2 separate regions of the Anser cygnoides genome follow, and region 2 is linked to region 1. Evidence: chromatin contacts called from public Hi-C data. All regions are on one chromosome and are shown on one strand. Each heading gives the region's core, a stretch centred on a gene start, on an enhancer-like site or on the middle of the called end of the contact. The rest is flanking DNA. Distances are from core to core; before and after follow the strand shown.

Region 1 (4,863 bases), core at 881-3,380:
TGATCCTCAGGGAAGATCAAAGATGGCATACAGGTAGGCGGAATGTAATGTCACAAAAAGAGAAGAGACAAACATTTTGGTGTAAAGTTTGCTATTCCCTATAGACCATTGACCTACATGATGATGAAACCCCTGAGCTGAGAACAACGTACATGATACTCGGGGAATGCTGGAAGGTGCAAAGCTTCAAGTGATGACAAGAATGTGAAGAAACTCACTGATGTGCTGTGAAGTGGTTGCGTGACATCGGCTTTTTTGAAAGTCATGGTGTATGTGCGGACATTGCGTTGCCCTGTTGTGGAGAGAAAAACTGCTTTGCCTTGTTGAGGAAAGAAAATGCAAATCTACGTTACCACGTTTTCAAAAATATTTGAAGGGAAGATCAACCCTGTGGAGTTTTCTTTTAAATGCTGACAGGGAACAGAGCGTGTAACAGCAACACGAGGCACTTAAAGCACTTTCCTGAAATGTTGTGTCCGATAGACTGAAACCAGTGGTGTTCCCCGACAGCGAGCCCAAAGGAAAGCTTGCTTGTTTCTATGCAAACGTACTATTATTTCCATGTACTTCCCCCCCCCTATTTTTTACTTTGATACCTGTGCTAGCTATTTCAGAAATAATTAAGCAATCAGACAATCTCGGTAGGAAGGCTCCCAGGAGTCAACACCTGCATTCTGTTTTCTAATTTTGACAACTGTGTATTCTTTTTCATATTCCTACCTCTACTTTAGTTGTTAATAACGAACAGCAGGCTAGATTTTTCAAAAGCCTCTTTCACATTGCTAAAGATCACCACAGTACACGTCTGAACAGTCATAAAAATACCATTTTTGCACTTCACTATTCCCAGGGCTTAACGAAACTGGCATTAGCCCTATCGTTTGTCATCCTGGACCTTTTAAATGAAGAATTCAGAACTTCTATTCAGCATTTTTTACGGTGAAGTGCGATGCTTGGCTGGTGCTTGCCAGGGGGAGGACAGGAGCTGCTCCTTAGCCCCCCTGCCACCTTGCCCTGCGTTTGCAGCCACCTTCTCCTCACCCTTTTTAGCCTTCCCTCCTAGAGAAGCGGCGCCAGGCCGGTTTATCACAACCTCCTCCGCTCTTTTGTTCCCCTCCAGCCACCTCTCCCCTCAGCCCGGCCGCTGCCCCTCGCGTCCCGCCCTCAGCGGCTGCCGGGCAGGGCCGGGGCCTCGCCGCCATCCCCCCGCGGGCCGGGGGCGGGCCAGGCGGCCGGAGCCCGCCTCCGAGGCAGTGATGGAGGCCGAGGGAGGAGGAAGAGCCGCCGCTGGTAAGAGGGGAGGGAGAGGGCTCGCCGCCCGGGCCCGCACTCCCCCGCGGCTTCGCCTCCTTCCCCCGCCGGCCCCTCGTCCCGTCTCTCCCCTCACGCCGCCCTCTCCTCCTGTTCCTCCTCAGGGCGGCGGCTTCGCCTCCCTCCTGCCGCCCTCGATGTCCCCCCGGGCCGGCTGCTCACCCGCGGGAGGCAGGACGCGGTGCCTCGCAGCCCCGCCGGGCGCCTCCTCCTGTGAGGGGCCGCCGGGCGCCCCCCGCCGCCGCGAAATGGCGGCGTCTCCTCAGCGCCCGCCTCGGGGCGCTGCCGAAGCGCCCAACGTGCCGCCCTGCCCTCGTCGCGAACACTTTTGCGCCCTCGCCTGCGCTCACGGCAGGGCGAGCCCAGGCTCCTCGTGGCCGTGTTCCCAACCCGCAGTTTTCCACGGGGTGGCTGAGGTGAGGAGGTGCCCCTGGGGTGGTCCCGTCTGACGCCCTCCTCAAAGCGGGCCTACCAGAGCAAGTCGCTGAAGTTTTTCTTTTCTCCCTTTCCCGAGCACACAAGTAGCTTCTCCAGGTTTTTTAGGGTAGCCCAAACCTGCCCTGAAGCAGAGAGGAGCTGGCCCCAGAATTTCTGTCAGCTTTGGTTCAGCGGGTGGCGCTGGTAAAATGGCGCATCTTGTGTACGTGTAGAGGCACAGGTGCATCGGGCTGTGACTTTAATGGTGAAGTACTTGAGAACTAATAAAGAGCAGAGGCAATACTTTGTAAACATACTTTTACATCTGTAAGGCCCAATTGCAGAGAACATGTTAAAGTGTTTACTCAGACTGAGGTACAACACTGTGTCGGGGAGGAAGGAGCAGTAGACACATTGTGTCTTGACCACCAAGAAATAATTTGCTGCATTATTTTGGTGTAGAGAATAGGTATAAAAGGCTTTCTACGTTGCCCTTGGTTACTTAAGAAAGGGTATTCAGTAAGTACTTTCTTTGTTGATCGTGAGATGATTGTAGAACAAGAAATACATGGTTCGTAATGATTAATTTTTTGGGGAGAGAAAAACCATCTGCTTTCAGCCCAAGTTAATCTACTGGTGTTTTTGGCCATAGCTAAAGAGCTTCTCTGCCTAGTGTGGGCCAACAGAGAGAACTCACAATTTGTTATGAGGTGGAGCACTGCTTTGAAATGAATAGACACTGTGTTTCCAAATGATAACACTCCTGGTGCTTGGTATGGGATCTTATTTTAGGACAGGTGAGTCTTCTGCACATGCTCTATCATGGATTTCCAAGGCAGTCTGGCATGTGTAGTGTTCCTGGTTTATATTTGACTAGGAGCACTTCCAAGAATCTCTGTTCATGCACTTGTTTGGATAAGGGCCCGTTGCATCACCTCAGTTAGCTTTTGCACTGCTTTCCCTCCTGCTCTGTTTTTATGCTCTCCTTTCTTAATTTGTCACGCTAGCAGGTAAATGGAGAGAAAGTGAATTTATCTTCTGAAACGCATTTTAAGTTGCTGCCATTTATCTAAAGCACCTACTTCATCCCCTTCAGTAAAATAATGATGTTGTTCATTAGTTCCTCTAACTGCTGATGGCTAAATGCACTGTAGTCAGATGGCTCTATTTTTTCCCTCTTATCAGCCACTTCTGAAAGTCAAACATTGGTAATAATCCTTTTTTTTTTTTTTTTTTTGATACTCTTAATTCTGCTGATGTTTTAAAATAAAATGTCTCTAGATGAATGAGCCTTGGTTTTTCATGTTCAGGCAAATGTGCTGTTGGGCACTTCAGGTTCTGTCAACACTTTTTTCCCCAATTTTTTTCATTATTCTCGAATGTTTAAAATAGTTCTTCTTCCAGTCCCTTCCTCTTTTGGAATGGATGTCATTGTTTCTAGGTGTTGTCTGAATTTTGACAGTTAAATAATTGAATATTGTTTAAAGTAATTATGTAACCATTGGTAACAGGTTGAGTATATAACATGTTAAGAAAATACTGGAGTCAGCCATTAGCTCTTCTTGTGCAAGTGGTACTTTTCAGTTCATGCCCTGCTGTAATTGAGGTGCCGCAACTCTACTTGTTCCTGAGGTCTGTTCCTGTAACTGTTTTTCACAAGCCTTGCCATTGAAAAGCAGGCCAGATGTTGACATAGAACTTGAGGTTCTTGTTTTAAATTCAGCCTTGCCACAAGACATTTTTGATTTCAGAGCATTTTGAGAGTCGGACTTGTATGTGCTAACCATCTAACAACAAGGCTGCAAAAGACATTCAGTGAGTAACAAAATACATATGATGCTGGCGCCTGGGAAATAGTTGCCACATGACAAACCTGTACATCTAGTTTAACAGTTGCACTAATGAAGCTTTAAATTTCCATCTGCCTCTCTAGGTAGATGGAAAATTCCCTGCCCTCAATGAAATCCATGTCAATCAGTTAAAGTTTACAGGCAGGAAGTCAGCACCCTGAAAGGTGGAAACTCAAAATTCTGGTAGTGTAGATGCGCTACGTATCATGAATGCGGTCCCTACATCTAGAGAAAGCTACTTGAAGCTCAAAGATGAGTCTGATCCACAACCATATTTCTTCAGTATAACTAAATTCTCATCTATGAAACAAGCAGACTTTTCCTCAGAGTGAGGCGTGTGTATCTCTAAGAGGTAAGGATTTTCATAACCTCCTCGCTTTCCCTGCCACAGGCAAAGCAGATTACTGTAACCTTGCTTTAACATAAATACATAGTTATGTCCTAGAAGGAAAGGAAGCAGGAAACAAAATCCTACCTCCTTCAAAATACTTCTCTCAAAGAAAAAATACAGTCCAAAACCCAGCAAACAAACCTGAGTCCCTACCCATAATAGCATTGCAGTGAACTTTCTCCTTCCCTTGGGAGGAGAGTGTGAGAGAACAAACAACACGAGGGAAAGTCTAGCCTGTTTAAATTCCGAGTGGGAGGTGTGCAGCCATTATGCTTATGAGTATGTTATAAGAACTGATGTAGAACAGGCTGGTGTATTTTCTGCATTGTATAAGGGTTGCACACCAAGAGACTCCCAAACTTTTGTGGTGGCAATTCACGGTTTTGCTGTCTTTGCAAAATGATTGGCAAACCCTCAGGTCACACATATCGAAAGTAAACTGGGTCCTGCTCTGTTATGGAGCGGACTGCGGATGCTTAAAAATGTTGTGTTTGTAACCTTCGAAACTGCTGTCTGGTGGCTGGTCTTTATAGTATTACCAACAACAGATGGCAAATGGCTCCGCTGATGTAATTCTTGCTAGTGTTTCATTCCTGTGAAGTTCCACAGTCTCAAAATCTCAGAAAGTGCCTCCATATTTTTTCTGTGTAATGATTTCAAGCCAAACTAAATAAAAACATCTTATATTATTCAAATTCCCATGGTGTCATGTGACATTTTTGTAATGATTGCCTTGCAGCAGTTTCAGATAAGTGCACGTTTGGTAGCAATTTAAGGCCTGTGTCCTTTAAGTAATGCTTATTAGTACGCAACAGATGCCGTTTAGAAACATTATGCCTTTTAATAGGCTCTGCTTTTAGACTACATGTTCTCATTCCAGGCAGGCTGTGGATC
Region 2 (4,863 bases), core at 1,228-3,727, 220 kb after region 1:
TTTACTTCTTGTACTTTTAAGGCTTTAGGGAAACTGTAACAAACAAGGCCAATCTACGTGGTGGTTGATTAAGACAAATATATAAAGCTGAACTATCGGTTTGATATTAAAAAACTTGAGCCAAATTACACAGAGTTCGTTTTCCACAACAAGCAGTGTCCAGCACAGTCCCTTCAGGTTGCATTATTTAACTTACTCTTGTGGGAGTTGAAAGCTGAAGGGAAATTCATGTCTTCCATCTAAAAGAACTAAGCTTTCCTCACCTGCAGAATAAAAACCAATAGTATATTTTAGTTATTCCATAAATAGAACAAAGCAGAGGCTTTTATAAATTATTTATGACTGAAAGCACCCAGATGCAAGGGACTAGAAGAAACTTTTTACTGATCCCAGTGGGTTCTGGATGGGAGCCCACATTTTATTTATTCTGTGGTGTGATTTCAATGAAAAAAAATCAAGGAAGCACTGAGACCTTGAGTTTCAGTTCAGGATGCTGGCCAATTTCTAATCCAAAATGGCTTCTGGAAAGCATTATGTTTCTTTTTCTTTTTAACAGGACTGTGATAAAGGAAGTGATTTAGGGAAGTGATTGTCCCTCTGTACTCGGCACTGGTGAGACCGCACTTCGAGTACTACGTTCAGTGCTCATTGTGGGCACCCCACTACAAGGAAGATACTGGTTTGCTGGGACGCATTTGAGAAGAGCGGTGAAACTGGAGAAGGGACTAGAAAACAAGACATATGAGGAACGGCTGCTGGAACTGGGGCTGCTGAGTCTGAAGAGGAGGCTGACGGGAGACTTCATCGCTCTCTACCTGTAACCCCCTGAACGGGAGGTTACAGCAAGGTGGGTGTTGGTCTCTTTTCTCAGAGAAAGAGTGATAGGATATGAGGAAATTGCCCCAAGTTGTGCCGGGACTGGTTATCACAAAGAATTTCTTCAGAGAAAGGTTGGTCAGGCACTGAAATCAGCTGCCCAGGGAAGCGACAGAGTCGCCATCCCTAGCGGTATTTAAGAGAAGCACGGATTTGGCACCTAGGGAAATGGTTTAGCTGGGGACTTGGTTGTGCCACATTGATGGCTGTACTTGATGATATTTAGGGTCTTTTCCAACCGAAATGATCCTATAATTCTATGACAGCAGCTGATCTACTTATTCAGTTAACAACTCAGCTACCTTCTGTACTAAAAAGCTGCAATTTAAGGCCAGCATTACTATTTTTATTACTAATATACATAATCATAATACATTTTTAGAGGGCCTACTGTAGTGGAGATTTAAGGCCTAACAGTTACTTCTCCTACAGATAAGCGTGAGAAGTATTTCACCATTACATGATGAAATGCCATTTTTCCTTTAATTCTTCAGTACTGCCCTAATGCTGCAGCGTTTGCGTGATTGTTAAAGGTGTTCCTCTTAAGTCATTCCAAAAGCGAGCTGGCTGCTTGCAGAGTCTTTCACTGGTGACTTCAGGTGCTGCTTACAGCACATGAGGCACGCTCAGGTGCCTAAGGTAATTTGTGAAGAGCTAACCCCTGCGGGACACATTATGTAGGAGACCAACGTAACAAACCAAGTGAAAACTGCAGGCTGTGTTTCTGGACCTGTGGCTCACGGTGCAGCAGTCATCAGAGAACAGCTCGGGCTGGATGGGGCCTCCAAGCCCCCGCCATGGGCAGGGACACCACCCACTAGCTCAGGGCCTCACGTAACCTGCTGCCGACCACCTCCAGGGATGGGGCACCCACAGCTTCTCTGGGCAGCCTGTCCCAGCGCCTGACCACCCACAGAGCGAAGGATTTCCTCCTCACCTCTAACCTAAACCTCTCCCCTTTTACCTTAAAACCCCTCCCTCGCCCTGCCATCCCGCCTGCCCAAACCACCCTGCCCGAGCCTAAGGACTCGACCAAACCGGGCCGAGCCCTCTCCTCGCGTACACTGCGGGCTGCGGCCGCCCCGGGGGCTGCTCCCCGCACCTCTGTGCCCCCCCCCCAGCCGCCTCCCGGCCCCCCCAGGGGGCAGAGCTCCCCCCTCACCCCCTCTCCCGCCCCCCAATCCCCTCACCTCCGCGCGGCTCCCGCAGCAGGCTCTGCCGGACGTCCAGGTACCGCACCTCCGCCTCCCTTCGCGGCCCCACCGGCCCCGCCGCCGCCCCGCAGGCTCCCCCGGGGGCCGCTCCTCCTCCTCCGCCGCCGCCCGCCGCCGCCTCGCCCCACGCCACCCGGGCCCGGCCCGCGGCCTCCAGGCGCAGCCCGCGGAGCGCCAGCGGCCCCGCCAGCTCCAGCAGCACCCGGCCGCGCACCGTGTCCCCGCTGCAGTAGCCGCCGCCGCCCGGCCGCGCCTCGTCCTGCAGCACCAGGGCCAGCGCCCGCACCGCCCCGCCGCCGGGCCCGCAGCCGGCCGCCGCCATCTTGGCGCCCCGGCTCCCCCCCGGGCAGGCCGCGGCCGCCGCCGTCGGTGCCTTTAAAACCCGCCCGGCTCCGCCGGAGCCCGCAGCGCCGAGCCCCGCCCCTGCCGCCCGGCTCCGATTGGTCGCCCCGCGGCTCCCCGCCTCGCCGTTCGCTCGCCCCCCGCTTGGTTTCGGCGGAGGGGCGCGCGTCACGCGGCGTGATCGCCGCCCTCCAGCCAATGGGGTGGGGGGAGGAGGCGCGTGGACAGAGCGCCGATTGGCGGGGAGGCTGCAGGGCAGCGGAGGGGAGGCCAATGGCGGGGCGAGGCCGCCACGTGCGCGGCCCGTGGGTAAACAGGCGGGGAGGGGCCGGGACAGGCCGCGGGGAGGGGTGAGGGCGGGCGCGGGGTAGGGCCTCCTGGGCGGGGGGGGGGCTGGGTGAGGGGTGAGGGTTGGGGACTGGGGACAGGGGAATGGGGATAGGGGAATGGGGATAGGGGAATGGGGGTGGAGGCTGGAGATTGGGGGCTGGGGACAGGGGCTTGGGGTTGAGGACTAGGGAATGGAGGCTGGGGGCTGGAGGCCTGAGGGAGGCCCAAGGCCATCAGCGGGCCTCCGTTCCTGTCAGCAGGGCCAGGGGCAGGAGCTCGGGGCAGGCGTTGCGTTGCCATCAGGCTCAGCCTCGCCCCGCGGGCGGTGGGACTCACGGAATACAAAATAAAGCAAAGATTGGCGGCGTGGTGGTACCCCCTCAGTTTACCTCAGGGAGGCTGTGCCCTGCCCTCGCTGTACACGCACCTGCTGGATTCCCTCCGCTCCGTCACCAGCGGGTGCCCCACTGGGGAGCTCGTGCCTTCCGGGTGCGAAGCGGCCATGTAGGGCCGCGTGCCGCTAGGCCTCAGCAGCACGGCCGAAGCCTTTCCGTACAAACTCTGCAGGTCATACTTGACAAATCAGCCCACAAGCATAAAAGCAAGGTTGGTTATTCCCAATTCTTAGCAGTACAAATTTAGGAAAGCCCCCGGCGCCTGTAGGAAGAGCGGGAAGGCTGTCTGTGTCCATAGGGGAACAGGGCAGGACCCAGCAGCCTGGTGGCCGTGCGGCTCTGAGCCATGGCCAGCCTGATACGCGTTACAAAACCAAACGGTGCGCCTGCACCAGAGGGTTGCTGAAGTTAATTTTGTTTAGGAAGTGTCACACTTTGTCATCGCCTGAGTCTGCAGCAGGGCCTCTCCCTGAAGGTGTGTGCGGGGAACGACCTGCTGCGTTCCCCTCGCTGACAGGAGGCATTGCCCTGCCCGAGTCACCCGCGTGCCCGACGCTTCCAGCAGCTGCTGCTTCCTGCATTTTTCTATCCCTCGTGAGCACTGGAAAGGAGCAGCCTGGTGCTTCCCTGCTGACTCAGGTAATTACCGGAATTAGTAAAAAATGGCTTCCACACTCAGAGCCTCGGCTTTTAACTACCTGACGTGATAACCTCAGGGTTCCTCAGGATTCGTGGCATACCTCTGTGATATCCGGTCCCCTGAAACGTACGCTCATGTTCAGAATTACTTCTGAGATGAAGAACTTGGCCTTGCTGAGAGCCACGTAGGCCTTTGGAACACCTTTCATTGGCTACGTGTTAACGCACACCTCAGCGTTAATCAGTAATAACGTGGGGAAAAGTAACGTGATTCCAGATGGGCTGAATTCACGGACTTTATCTGGACTGTTGGCCACAGGTTTCCCAGCTCATGGTGAAGAATTATGTAACTAAAGAAAAAAATGCTGTGATGATTCGTTGAGTATTTAAACAATTTTTGGATATTCAAGTTCCTTTGTGCTTTCTGAATTAGTTTTCACAGGAACTAACAAATGTTTTTATCATATTTGGGAACAGAGGTATATTAACATATTGCTATCTTTGGTATTTTTAGTTAATTAAACTAACACTGCTTGATTGTCCTGTTCCATATAAACCTTTTTCCATATATTAGCAAGTGTCAGGTTAGTTTTGTAGCAAGCCAACAGAATGTGCTTGGACAGATATGCACGCAGACTATTTATTTGCTAAATTTGCTTATGTACAATGTATGCAATTTCTTGTAACTGATTTTGAAAGTATTATGAATATAAGAGGTAAAAAATCGAAATTCCACATCTCCATTTTTTCCCATATGAGTTATATCCTGTATAAAAACAATTCTCTTACAGGTATTACATGACCATTCAAATTTTGCCTTCTGTTATTTCTTTGCAAGTGCAAACGAGCTAGATAGGGAAAGGAGTGAATGTGGACAATTGTGTATAAAAAAACAACAACACAGAATTAGTGAGAGTTTAGAAGTTTGTATGACTTGAACAATTAGATCACAGAGGATTCAGAGAGTAGGAACATTCAGTCACAGTCAGATGCTACTTGTTCCAGATGTTTGTTTCCCCTTTGATAGGCTTTTTTCAGCACAACTCAAAGACCAAAACTTCCTTGTT

What was found. A called contact is a pair of places that touch in the nucleus more often than the background predicts.
Region 2: a Hi-C map of liver shows a contact between it and region 1, with 9 times the contacts expected there. The contact joins the promoter of ARRDC4 here to the promoter of PGPEP1L in region 1. A contact is called at or near these places in 2 of 7 Hi-C or Micro-C datasets (both in liver).

What each region holds. Positions count from the first base shown.
Region 1 is chr11:4,415,702-4,420,564 of Taihu_goose_T2T_genome, forward strand. PGPEP1L (pyroglutamyl-peptidase I like) reads right to left here and starts at 2,131. Exons shown (of 6, transcript XM_048076253.2): 1 at 1,784-2,131. LOC106036443 (protein FAM169B) reads left to right here and starts at 1,067. Exons shown (of 34, transcript XM_067003776.1): 1 at 1,067-1,290. The coding sequence starts at 1,257.
Region 2 is chr11:4,631,297-4,636,159 of Taihu_goose_T2T_genome, forward strand. ARRDC4 (arrestin domain containing 4) reads right to left here and starts at 2,478. Exons shown (of 8, transcript XM_048076325.2): 1 at 2,067-2,478; 2 at 197-263. The coding sequence starts at 2,412. It overlaps LOC106036443 (protein FAM169B), which reads left to right. Exons shown (of 34, transcript XM_067003776.1): 30 at 557-847; 31 at 3,580-3,796.